Regions from separate parts of the Columba livia genome. Here region 2 is linked to region 1. A link is a contact called in public Hi-C data. All regions are on one chromosome and are shown on one strand. The core of a region is the stretch at or near the end of the contact, and the rest is flanking DNA. Distances in the headings are between cores, read along the strand shown. Region 1 holds the start of EHBP1 (EH domain binding protein 1). Region 2 overlaps EHBP1 (EH domain binding protein 1).

What was found. A called contact is a pair of places that touch in the nucleus more often than the background predicts.
Region 2: a contact with region 1 is called in a Hi-C map of crop, with 1.9 times the contacts expected there. The contact joins the enhancer-like site here to the promoter of EHBP1 in region 1. A contact is called at or near these places in 2 of 2 Hi-C or Micro-C datasets (crop and liver).

What each region holds. Positions count from the first base shown.
Region 1 is chr3:111,350,185-111,355,973 of bColLiv1.pat.W.v2, forward strand. EHBP1 (EH domain binding protein 1) reads left to right here and starts at 1,903. Exons shown (of 23, transcript XM_065059203.1): 1 at 1,903-2,049; 2 at 3,478-3,888. The coding sequence starts at 3,785.
Region 2 is chr3:111,393,781-111,399,142 of bColLiv1.pat.W.v2, forward strand. It overlaps EHBP1 (EH domain binding protein 1), which reads left to right. Exons shown (of 23, transcript XM_065059203.1): 4 at 2,942-3,037. Among named protein-coding and RNA genes, the nearest start is that of EHBP1, 44 kb to the left of the region's middle. Within about 2 kb of position 3,346, at least 1 of the 3 cell types and tissues checked has an H3K27ac peak away from gene starts, as active enhancers do.

The DNA of each region.
Region 1 (5,789 bases), core at 653-3,152:
TGCCTATCTCAGTTTGAGGAAAACAATTTTGGACAAAGATATGTCTGAGGAGTTAGCCTGGATGCTGCATAGTATTCAGAAGATAAATCACAGAAACTTACAGATTAACTCTTGGTAATATATACAGAATAAAGACACCTTCTGAAATAAAATCAGTACAACTGACTACTTGACATTTCCCCGGTATGAGGAACCAAGGATCTTCCCAGGGCCACCAGAATTTTAAATTAGCTTGTTTGATCCACTTTACAGCTGCCAGATTTCCATCTGGTATTTTCCAAGTCAGAATTGAGCTTATGTGTGCATTCTCAGTCTGATGTCTTCTGGAAATCCTGTCCTCATTTCCCAAATCCTAGCCAGGTGATCTGCACTTAAAAAAACCCAGTAACGTCTCCCTCAAGTGTATTGGAATTATTCTGTGTGTGCAGATCAGCTGTAAAACTCGGACAGAAATCTTGGACAAACCTGCAAAATTGTAACTTAAAAACTATTCAGAAAAAAAAGGAAATTTCAAAAAAAACCTGCATGAGTACTACAACCATGTTTCACATCCCAGTGTAAGGCTTTCAAGAAAATCACTGCCTCTTCCAGGACAGCTCCAAATAGGTAGAAAATGCATGCCCTCTGGCAGCTCAGATAAGTAAATCTGTCTTGAGAGAAGGCAAAGGAATGAAGACTAACACATTATAAGCAAAGGGCTGACCTTTTTAATAGCCCAAATATTCACCCTCTCCAAAGTAACTTAGTTCAGCTTAGGCCTGTGGCCATCCACACTGTCATTCTTTCTTTCTCTCCTCCCACTCCAGGCGCTGAATGCTGTCAGCCTCTGCAGTACACCAGCACGGAGAGAGGCAGCTTAGGGGAGAGCAGGAAAAGATTGGGATACAGAGCTTCCCAGCCCATGGATCAGGCTTGGACTCCATTTGGTTTGTCATGGGAAAGAAACGTAGATGACTGCAAAGACTGCAATTTTACAGCTGCTCTCAGACCTCACTGCATCATCTTTTTTATTTCCCTGTGCTTCCACTTGACAGCTGCCCGAGTTTCTCACCGGGCTGGCGAGTGGGTTGAGGATTAGCTCCTACAGCACCTCACACAACCCTGTTGTCCTGACACCTGTTGTAAATCGTACTTTGGGATCCAAGACTTAACGTACCTGTACGGGTGCAAGGAGAGGCTGCGGATGGCAGGTGAACAGAAAGCAGTGTGGCATTTTCTCACTGCACCAGAATAAGCCACCGTTTCATTTTAGCTTAGTGCTGGAACCAAGGGCTTTCACCTGGCTCTGACACCCCAGTGACAGGGTGTGCAGCAGGAGAGTCATGAAACTGTGCAGAACTTCCAAACCCCAGCGCTTTGGTGAAGTTTAGAGATCAAGTTAAATCGGCAGAGAAATATCACCCTGTCTGTGTTACCTAATTTTGTATTTCGTTTTGACCAAACTTCCCATCCCCGTGAGGGCTCCAGAGCATCTCCAGACCCGCTGCAGGATGTGGGTCAGGCTCGGCGCTTGACCGACACCTCCTCAGGGCCGGCGGGAGCCGCCCCGGCCCCGTTACTGTTCCTCACTGTGGTTTTTCCTCCACTCCTGCGGTCTCGATCCGTCTCCGGCGCCCACATGACAGGCGGCGTATGAGACTCCCGCCTCGGTTTCCCCCCGTCCGTTCTCCCGGCCGCTCCTCCCGGTGCGGGAGCTGCCCCTCCCGGCGGCGCAGCCCGTGCTGGCCGCTCCCCGGCCCGCGGACGACGGCGGGTCCCGGGCGCTGCTGCCTGGGGCCACGCCCCTCCCCTGACAGCCCGCTCCTCGGCCCCCGCCCACCCCACGGCTTTAGGAAGCCCCGCCGCCAATCGCCGAACGCTTTCGCGTTGACGGGCGGCCGTGTACACCTATCGAGTAGCTTTTCCTTACAAGAAACCCCGCCTCCTCGGGCGCTGCCGCCAATCAAAAAAAAGATTGAGTTGGAGGCGGGAGAAGAGGGCCTGCAAGCTCCGTCTTCCCTCACTACCTCCGTTTCCCCGTTGCGCGAGGATCGCCCCTTTCGCCAGCAGGTGATTGACACGGGCCGGCAGCCAGTGGGTTGCGGAGGGCGCGCGGTGGGGCCAATGGCGAGGCGGGGCGGGCTGCGCCAGGGGGCGGGGGGAGCGGCAGACTGGGTTGAGGCGAGGCGCAGCGCCGGCAGGAGGGCGATGGTGGTGGCGTGAGGCGCGGCAGGACCCGGGCTGGCTGCCCGGCCGGTGCGGCGAGGAGAACCGCTGTGTGCCCAGTGCTCACCATGAGTCTACAGGAGGACGGAGACAGCCGTGGGGCGCTGCCGCCAGCGGGGCTGCCGCAGTAATGGGCAGCGGCAGCGCTGCCTCTCGCCTGCCGTGTGGTGCCAGCGCCCGCGCTCGCCCAGCGGGAGCCGGGGGCAGGTGAGTGCACCCGCGCTGCCCCGCGTCCCTTTCCGAGCCGCCTCTCCCTCCTTTGCTCCCCGCCGTTGGTGTTTTAAAACCCCAATGGCTTTTCGCCGAGGGCGGCGGGGGGCGCTGCTCAGGCGGGCTGGGCGCTGAGGTGACAGGGGCCGGCGAGCCGGAGCGGGCCGCTCCTCGCCCCGGGGCTCCGTGGGGACGGCCCTCTCTAGGGGGACATTCCTGGAGCCAGGTTGCCTCCTGGCCAGCTGTGATGCTGTCCTACCCCGTCTTCTCGCCAAGTGCGGCCACCTCTGGTTTCCCCTTATTCCTAATGAAGAGGGTTTTCCGCCGCACCCAGCAGGGATGCTGCTTTCCTTTGGAGGGAGAAGACCTGTCTGGGTTTCTTCTCTCCCTTTTCAGCTCCCTGATGAGGGTTTCTCGGTTCAGGATGGAGAGGCATTTCCATTTCAATATTACGTTGCGAGGAAGATGGGGAATCCTGGGGAGCCAGGGCTCAGGAAATGCCCCTTCCTCTTTCATCTTTCTCCTCACCCAGGAGGATTTAAGTAGTAAGCATTTTAGTAGTAACACTCCCTTGCCTCCTTCTTGGCTGTTCCTTTTCCTTGGAAAGAGAAATGGGAGCAGGAGGTGTGTATGTGAGAGGAAACAACTGTTACACCTTTTATCATCAAGACAAAGAAGTTGTCTTCATCTCCCTGTGTCCCTCCCTCTGGGTGCATATTGGCAGCACCTCAGCCACTTTGCATCGCTTCCCGGAGATGCTTCATAAGGATTTGGTGTGGCCCTGACCTGCCCTTTTTTGTTGTTGTTGCCAATTATGATGGTGCTGATAAAAGGACATGTTGATATGTTTCCAAACAGGCTCGTGGTTTGCATTCCTGAAATTACTGCTGCATTCTAATTTATTTATTTAAATGGGGGGGACACACGCGCACAACAGGAAGGGGGTAGGTTTCTGTGGCTTATTGTAGTTATTTGAAAGGTACGAGATCACGTGCAATTGCAGCACTGTAGTATGGAGCATATTAACCAATGATTTCTTCCCCTGTCTTATTTGTCTTCCAGTCCTGCAGTCTCCACATCATCTGCTGTGTGAGGAATGATGATTCCATGAGAGAACTTCCTTTCAATTACCTCTCTGCTCCTATTGCATGCTGCTCCTGGACGGTGATGAGCCTTTCAGCTGGACTAGGATTTACCGAGAAGAAGGGAGAGGCAGAATATGAGTTGTAGACATCCCATTGAGCTCCTCACACGCTGTTTTTACTGTGTCTGTTTATAAATCTGCTCGTATTGAGCACACACACTGTTAAACCCACATTGATATTTGCAGAGTTGCTACTGTGTGAGAGGACTGATATTTCTCACCATCATGGCTTCAGTTTGGAAAAGACTGCAGCGTGTTGGGAAACATGCATCCAAGTTCCAGTTTGTGGCCTCTTACCAGGAGCTGATGGTAGAGTGCACCAAAAAATGGTAAGAAGCTGCTTGTGTTGCTGCACAAACGGTGAAGTTGCTGGTGCTGAAACAGGAAGGATATTGTTCACTTTGTACTGCTGGGTGTGTGTGCATTGCTCTTGTCTCCCCTTGGTTCCTCTTGCCTGTCCATTGCAGAAGCCACTGTGTGCTTGTCTTTTTTGATGAATGCTTGCTTTGCTGCGTACTTAGCTTGGACCTGTTGGTTTTGTTCTGTACTCTGATTTTCTTAGCTGATATTGTTGTGATTGTGCAGAGAACAATGCGTTTATTAACTCAGCATCTACGACTTAATGGTGTGGTTTTGGTTATTGTTTTTGTGTTTAGTTTTTTGGGGTTTTTTTTGTATGTGTGTTGTTGTTGTTGTATGTTTTTCTTTTATTTTTTCTTTTTCTTTCATTTTTCCCAAGAGCTGGTTTCCAGCTTCCAACTCAAATCTGGGTGCCGACTGTTATCTGCTGGCACTGTTGTTAGCTGACTGAGGCATTTGAGATCAGTTCTGAAGATGGTGGTATTTTAATCTGGGTTAGATAGCCATTTCGATTTTGACTTTTTTTACTTGAAGATGTCTTCTTTCTCCTTCTTCTCCTTTGTCAGTTCCACCTTTTAGTGGGAAGAGGCAAGAGATAGTTCCTTGGGAATTGTCTTAAGGTATTTGTTTAGTCAGACAAGAATTTTGTGCAGTGTTGGTCCAGTTGTGTGCCTTTGGAGCTGACTAGACAGCAGTTAACAGTTAATGGTATATATCTGGCACATCTTCCTTCCTTTGCAAAATGAGCTTAAATAAATAGGCTAAGGAAGACTAGAAGCTGCTTTTAAATAGTCGGGCAAAGATCTCCATTATACAAATCCTTAAGTGCTGTTTTATACGTTTGGAATATTGATGTTACTGTGAGCCTGCGGTGTCAGGAGACGAAGAAAGTACTTTCCAGACCTCATGGACTGAGATGTTCAAATTGCCTTGTAATAAACTGCAGCCTCTTTTCTAATACTTGGCCTTTCTTCTTGTTGGCAAGTTTGGCACTTGCATTGGCTGCTTTCACTGGTTATGAGTAATTGCCTCTACAAATTTAAATTCTATCTCTTGGAGCTGGAAATCTCTGTCAAATATGCTGGAAGGCTGCTCGCTGCTCTGTCTTAAAGGAACACTGTCAGGTTATTTATTTTTTTTTTTTAACAAGTTATCTTCTTGCCGAAAATATTTTGAAATATTATGAAGAAACAGAGTCATTTTGGAAGTTGAACTTGGTTTCACAGTGAAAACATTTTAAAAGTTGAAAGAGGCGGTCATGATTATTTTGTGGGATCCACTGTCTAGTTCAGAACAAAGAGTTTTCCGCAGTAATTTTAGTTTATCAGGTTTATTTCAGCAGTTGTGCTTATTACTTTTTATGGTTTGTTTGCATAAACTAGCCGTTTTGACTTTCATTTTCACTTTGATTCGCTCCTTGCTTGAGAATTTGCAGAACACTTTAGCACTACAGTATGAATGCTGCAGGGGGAACGTTCAGGTTGGATGTGCAACTTTCACTTGATTCAAGAAAGTCACACACAAAAGTTCTCTTGTGAACAATCTTGTTAGTTTAGAAACAATTAGCTTATTGTTTAACCGTAAACTAGAGTGCCCACCTAGCAAAATGCCTGTATGTGAAGTAAGAAACAGCCTCTCAAAACCTCAGATATACAACTGCATTTTTAAAAATAGGTTGTCTCTCTGAACCTTCATTTTGCGTTTCTGAATTTAAATATAGGCGAGATCACTGCTTGTGTTGGTTATGACGAAGCAACAGTATGGTGGTGAAATGTGGATGAATTCTAGGAAAAATAACAATAGAGAAAAAACATCACTCACAGTCATTTGATTGTAGGCTTTTCTATTCTGCTTCCTCTTGTTTGGAGAA
Region 2 (5,362 bases), core at 2,096-4,595, 45 kb after region 1:
TGAGCCCTGACAGCAGTCACCTGTCTGGAAGTGTTGGCAATTCTGCTGCACAGAGGTGGCCTGATCCAGCTCATGGATCAAAGTCCAGGCTTATAATTTGTGAGTTGAAAAGGTTTTTTGATATAGGCCAGATATAACTTCAAGAAACTGCAACAGAGGTCCCTGCCGTGAGAAATACTGTCTTAGAATAACACTCACCATATTAATTTTTAATTATTATAGTAGATGTTAGACCTTTCTCTGTGTTTTCCCCCTTTTGCTTTCTCCTTTCCCTTTCTCCTTCCAAAGAACCCAGACATAGTTTTGATGTTATCTTTTTCTGTCATGCTGTTTGTGTGGTACGGTGTTTATTTTTCAAAGCCAAAGGAGGATTTAATAACATTCAGCTGATCACAGAACAGCTTTGCTTTAAAAGCTCATTAGCTAGGGCTTGTCTCCTGGTTGTTGCTTGCAGTAACATGCCTGTGACAGTGACAGAAAATCACATATATCTCAGTATGTGTTTGTGTCTTTCTAACTCTCCTGGTGGGAGGCAGTGCTGATAATGGACTTGAAGTAAAACTTTGCCTGCACCAGTGAATGCTCATTTTCTAGTTTGTTTTATAAGCTGAACCTCAGCTGAGCAGGCTGTCAGTGCCTGGACCTTGGACACCAAAAGTTTGACGTAATTGTCAGTATTGGCCAAAACCATCAGGGAAGCGCAGGTTCCAGACACACCGTGAGCTCCTATTAGTTATGTGAAAATTGGTATCCAGAAAAAGGATTGAGTGCCCCTGCGGAGGAGAAGTTGATTTATCTGACAAGGTGCTACACGAGGACAGGAAAGCTCAAGGTGAGCCTGTGCCTGGCTCTGGATCACTGCCTGGTGCTCACTGAATATCCACAGCAAAGAAGCTGAGATTGATGGGGGGAGTGTGGGTCTTCGGGGAGAGACGCGAAGCTGGAGCTTGGATGGTTGTGGTGGGGATGACAACTACTGTGGTGTGTTTTGCTGTTCACAAAACATCTTTTTCTTATAAAATACACATGTGGGGTAAAGCTATAAACAGCATTGTTTACTCAATTATTCAGAAATTCATCCAGGCCTGCTTTAGAATAATGAGATTAGGCTGAAATTTGTGGAATTAAAAATAGTAGAAATTGGGTTCTTTCAAGCTGCTCTTTTAAAAAATTCTTTTTTTCAGATGCCCCAAGTCATGTTATTTAAGTTTACTCTGCAAGCACAAAGCATAGAAACTTACTGAAATTTCTAATCTAATTAAGCATCTTTGGGAGCTTGGGTTTTAAGCAGAACACCAAAGGTGGAAGAAGTTGTGATAAAACCACAGGACAGCTGGCAGTGTTCAGCAAGAAAATAAAAGTAAGGGGATGGAAATGAGCGTGCTGTGCACATGTAGCTGCAGAGGCAGGTGGGGCTTTCATCTCTGGATGCTGGATTCTGCCTGGACACATTGCTGTGTGATCTGCTTTGGTGAACCTGCTTTAGCAGGTGGGTTGGACTAGATGACTTGCAGAGGTCCCTTCTAACCCCAACCGTTCTGTGATTCCCCATTCCTCAGCTTCACATCCCTTCCCAATTCCTCTGTCTCCCCTTTTGTCCTTCCCCTCCTTGCCCCTGCTGCCTTAGCAGTTGTTGTCAGTTGTAGCTAATCTGCAGACCTCTGCTTTGTGAGGATTGAGGGATTAGGGCAAGAGTGAATCCAGTGGAGGTACCCGTGATGCTGTGGGCTCTGAAAGCCCAGCTGAATGTGAGAGGGTTCAGGAAGCAACGGGTATGTGTGACGGGGCTGCCCGATCTGAGCCTGACACCTGGAGCACACACTGCTCACAGTACAGAGAGTTATTGCCTCTGTGAGTCTGAATGGGACTGTTTCACCATCTTTGTTTTTCTCACTTCGGTATAGCAAAGTCATGTTTAAAGTTGCCCAGGTTACCTTAGGGTACCTGAGAACTTGAGGCACAAGTCCTACTAACCTTATTATAGTAAAAATTTGTTCTAATAGGCAGTCTTAATCTGAAGTTGTGAGTGCTGGAAGGAGTATAAAACTGCAGTGAGTGATGCTGTAGAATTAAAAAAAAAAAAAAAAAGCCCAGTTAATTTGCTTCAGATAACAGTAAGTAGATGGTACATTCTTTCCTGATAAAATTTCCACATATTTATAATAACACCCCTGCTCCTCAGCAGTCACTAGTGCATCAGAATCCCTCCTCCACAACATCATAAAATGGATTAAGTTGAGCTTAGAAAAAACATACTTATTCCAAAACAAAAACACTCACACAAGTCATTTTTCGGGACTATCTGTTAAAATCTAAATACATACTGTACATCAGTCCAAATTGGTTCTCAGTCTATTTTACAATTGTGTTTTTCATTATCTTTTCTAGGTGTAGGTATCACAGCATATTAATCCTTAAGAATTTAAATGTTTTAGTAGCATTTAAGATGTATTATAAATCGCTGTATTTGGCTTTGTGGTTTGATTTTATTTTTTTTTCTTCTTTTCTTCTCTATTTAGGTCTAAACGTGGTTAAGCCTGCACTATGTGCTGTATTCGTGTTCTTTAAATAAATGTATTCCTTCATTTGGATAAAAACAAAATAAAGCTCATCTTGCTACAGAAGCTCTGGCCGTAAGGCCTTAATTTTTTGCAGGTCTCTGAGTGTCCTGACCTGTGCTATGTACGTTAGAAAATAGGCCTTGGGACCTTGTGAGGAACATATTTCATTCAGTAGGGGGAAAAAAAAAAAAGCAAGCCTGCTAATAGTCTGAGTTTTCTCACTATCATTCTTAATAATGTCTTTTATAGTGTTCAGTAGAGTCATAGCTTTAAGAACACTGCCTTTTTTGAGTCAGTAACATGTTATTTCTACCTACATGGGAGTTGAATCAGCACTTATTATAATGGCTTTAAGACAACTGTTTCTTTTTTTCCTTTAGGCTCATAGTTGGCAGCCTGGAATCAAGAACCCATACCGTGGGGTGGTGGTATGGCCTGTTCCTGAAAATGTTGAGATTACTGTGACACTCTTTAAGGTATGGGTTTGTTTGTTTTTTAAAGCATAATCTTTCCTATTTCTTAAACAGCATATGAAAAGTGTTTGGAAATGTCAGATTGTAATTATGAAGGCCTAACCTTGCTGTGTTAAGTCACTAACTGCCCGACCTTATTTCCCCAGCTTAAATCCTGGAGAGAAGGATGGTCTGTGCCCTGCCAGAGCACGTACTTCTGTAGTTTAGTTAACACACTGAAAAATCCTGTTGAGCTGATTATAGCGAGTCGTTGGCGTAGAATTTAGTACATGTGTAACTACGCACGTAGTACGTGTGTAAGTGCTTGGCATGTGTTACAGTCTGGTTGGTTTTCTTTAAATACTGTAAGCCAGAAGTTGTCAGAACAGTCATTTCTAGACTTCCTTGTTCAGTTGCAGTGCAGTGACCCCATTTCTTATGCTATTGACTAGCAAACAGAATCCAGCTCTTAGTTTCACAGTATTTAATATGCCACACCGAACATCACAGTATTTATGTGATTGCAGTCGTAGGAGTGGTTGTGGAGCGTTTGAATGGCACAGGGAATTATAAGATTTATGGAGGAGGGATTTTTTTGGGGACTGAGTTTGCTCTATGAAAAAATAAGCTTATTTGTGTGGCTACGAAGCAGAAGGAGGCACTGGTGGTTATGCTAGAACTTCCTGACCAAATATCACAGGGCAAAGCCCTTTCTGCGTAAACAGAAACAATGCAGCTTTACATGTGTGACAGTGTAGGAGGCTGCCCGGGAGGCTGAAAATTTCTGAGATTTTCATTCCATTGGTTATTTCTTGTTCTTTACTCTTGTGTCTTCAGCTACACTTCATTTGTTTTTATTTATAATTGCTTAGGGCAACAGTAACATACTTTTTTTCTCATTAGTAATATTTACATTTGTGTTGGGGACTTCCATGAATAACTCCTTAGAAGTGACTTCTTATTAGCCTTAGAATGTGAATTTACTATTTGATTCTTGATTTATTAAGTAAAAAGAGGAGGTGTTGGGTTTTTTTTTTTCTTGTTTTTTTTTGTTGTTGTTGTTGTCATCCTTGGGATCACCAATGAGCAGAAATTTCCCAAGTCGCCAGTGATGCTAACTATCATAAATTTTTCTCTCTCCTTAGCAGACCATGGGGCCTTCTACTGAGGTTCAGAAGTTCAGTAGCAAAAATTGTTTGCTTTTGCATGCTTCAAGGCCCTCTACTTGAATTAAGAAGTTTAACACAATTACGTGACTACACTGTGTGTCTGTATAATCTGCATATGGTTATGTAGCACAGTAAATGTTACTTAATATTTTAGACATTTAAAATGAAGCAGAAATATACTGAATTCTTGATTGTATATGCGGTGACATGTTACATGAAGAATGGGAAATTAAGGGGTTTTTTGGGTGCAGCTCTTTGCTGTGGCTTTGGAGTAAAAGCATCTCCCACCCTTCTCCTGCCATCCCATGCTACCTTTTTAATCCTACCTGCACCATGTCAGGGCCATATTTTGTAGTACAGCACAAGAAACTTGTAGTTGTGCCACTGAAAGTGAGTGTGAGGGTTCAGACCAGATAGTGAGGAGAGAGAAAGGCCTCTGGAGCCGGTGATAGGTACTAATACAGCCTTAATTTTACCCAGCACTGTGACTCTGCTCTTCTCTCCAAAAATGAGCCTGACCAATGTGAGGGTTGGTCTGGGAGGAGAGGTACAAGTGTGAATAACCCCAGAGGCTGTATCTTCTGGGATCTGTACACACTGATCTCTGGGGGAACAAGCACTGGCTTTTATAATCAAAATATCGATATTACACAAAGAAGTGGCATGTTGTCAGGCACCGCTTATGTAAATCTGCGCTAACTGATCCTCTAGCTCCTCCAACAAGTGTCTGTAAGTGGCCAAACCCACCTTTTTTTCCGCAAGGCTGCACAGGTGTGATACAGAGCAGTGCTTTTTGAGCAAGCTGGGTAATGCACGGGGAGCACTGTGTCTGTGTGAGCCCAGCAGTCTGCCTGGATGGATTGGAGGGACAGGCGATTGCAGGCAGAATGTGGGGTTAGCACAGTTGAGGCTGTGCCCTGTCCTCTCACAGCTCTGCTGGCTCAGTGCTACAGCAACATGTCAGCTGTACTGTGGGATCTGCCCTGACACCTGGAGAGCTGGCATTTCTCTAGGTGGTATGTTCTGGGAAAAAGCGGTCAAAAGAACTGGCTATGTTCTGTTTTGCATAGCTGATGTATCGGCTGGTTAGTGCTAGAGTAGTGGGGAGGGAAGCCTGCAATAGCACACTACAGCAGCCTTTTTGGGGGCTGACTTAGAAGTCAGGTGTTTATATCCTCCC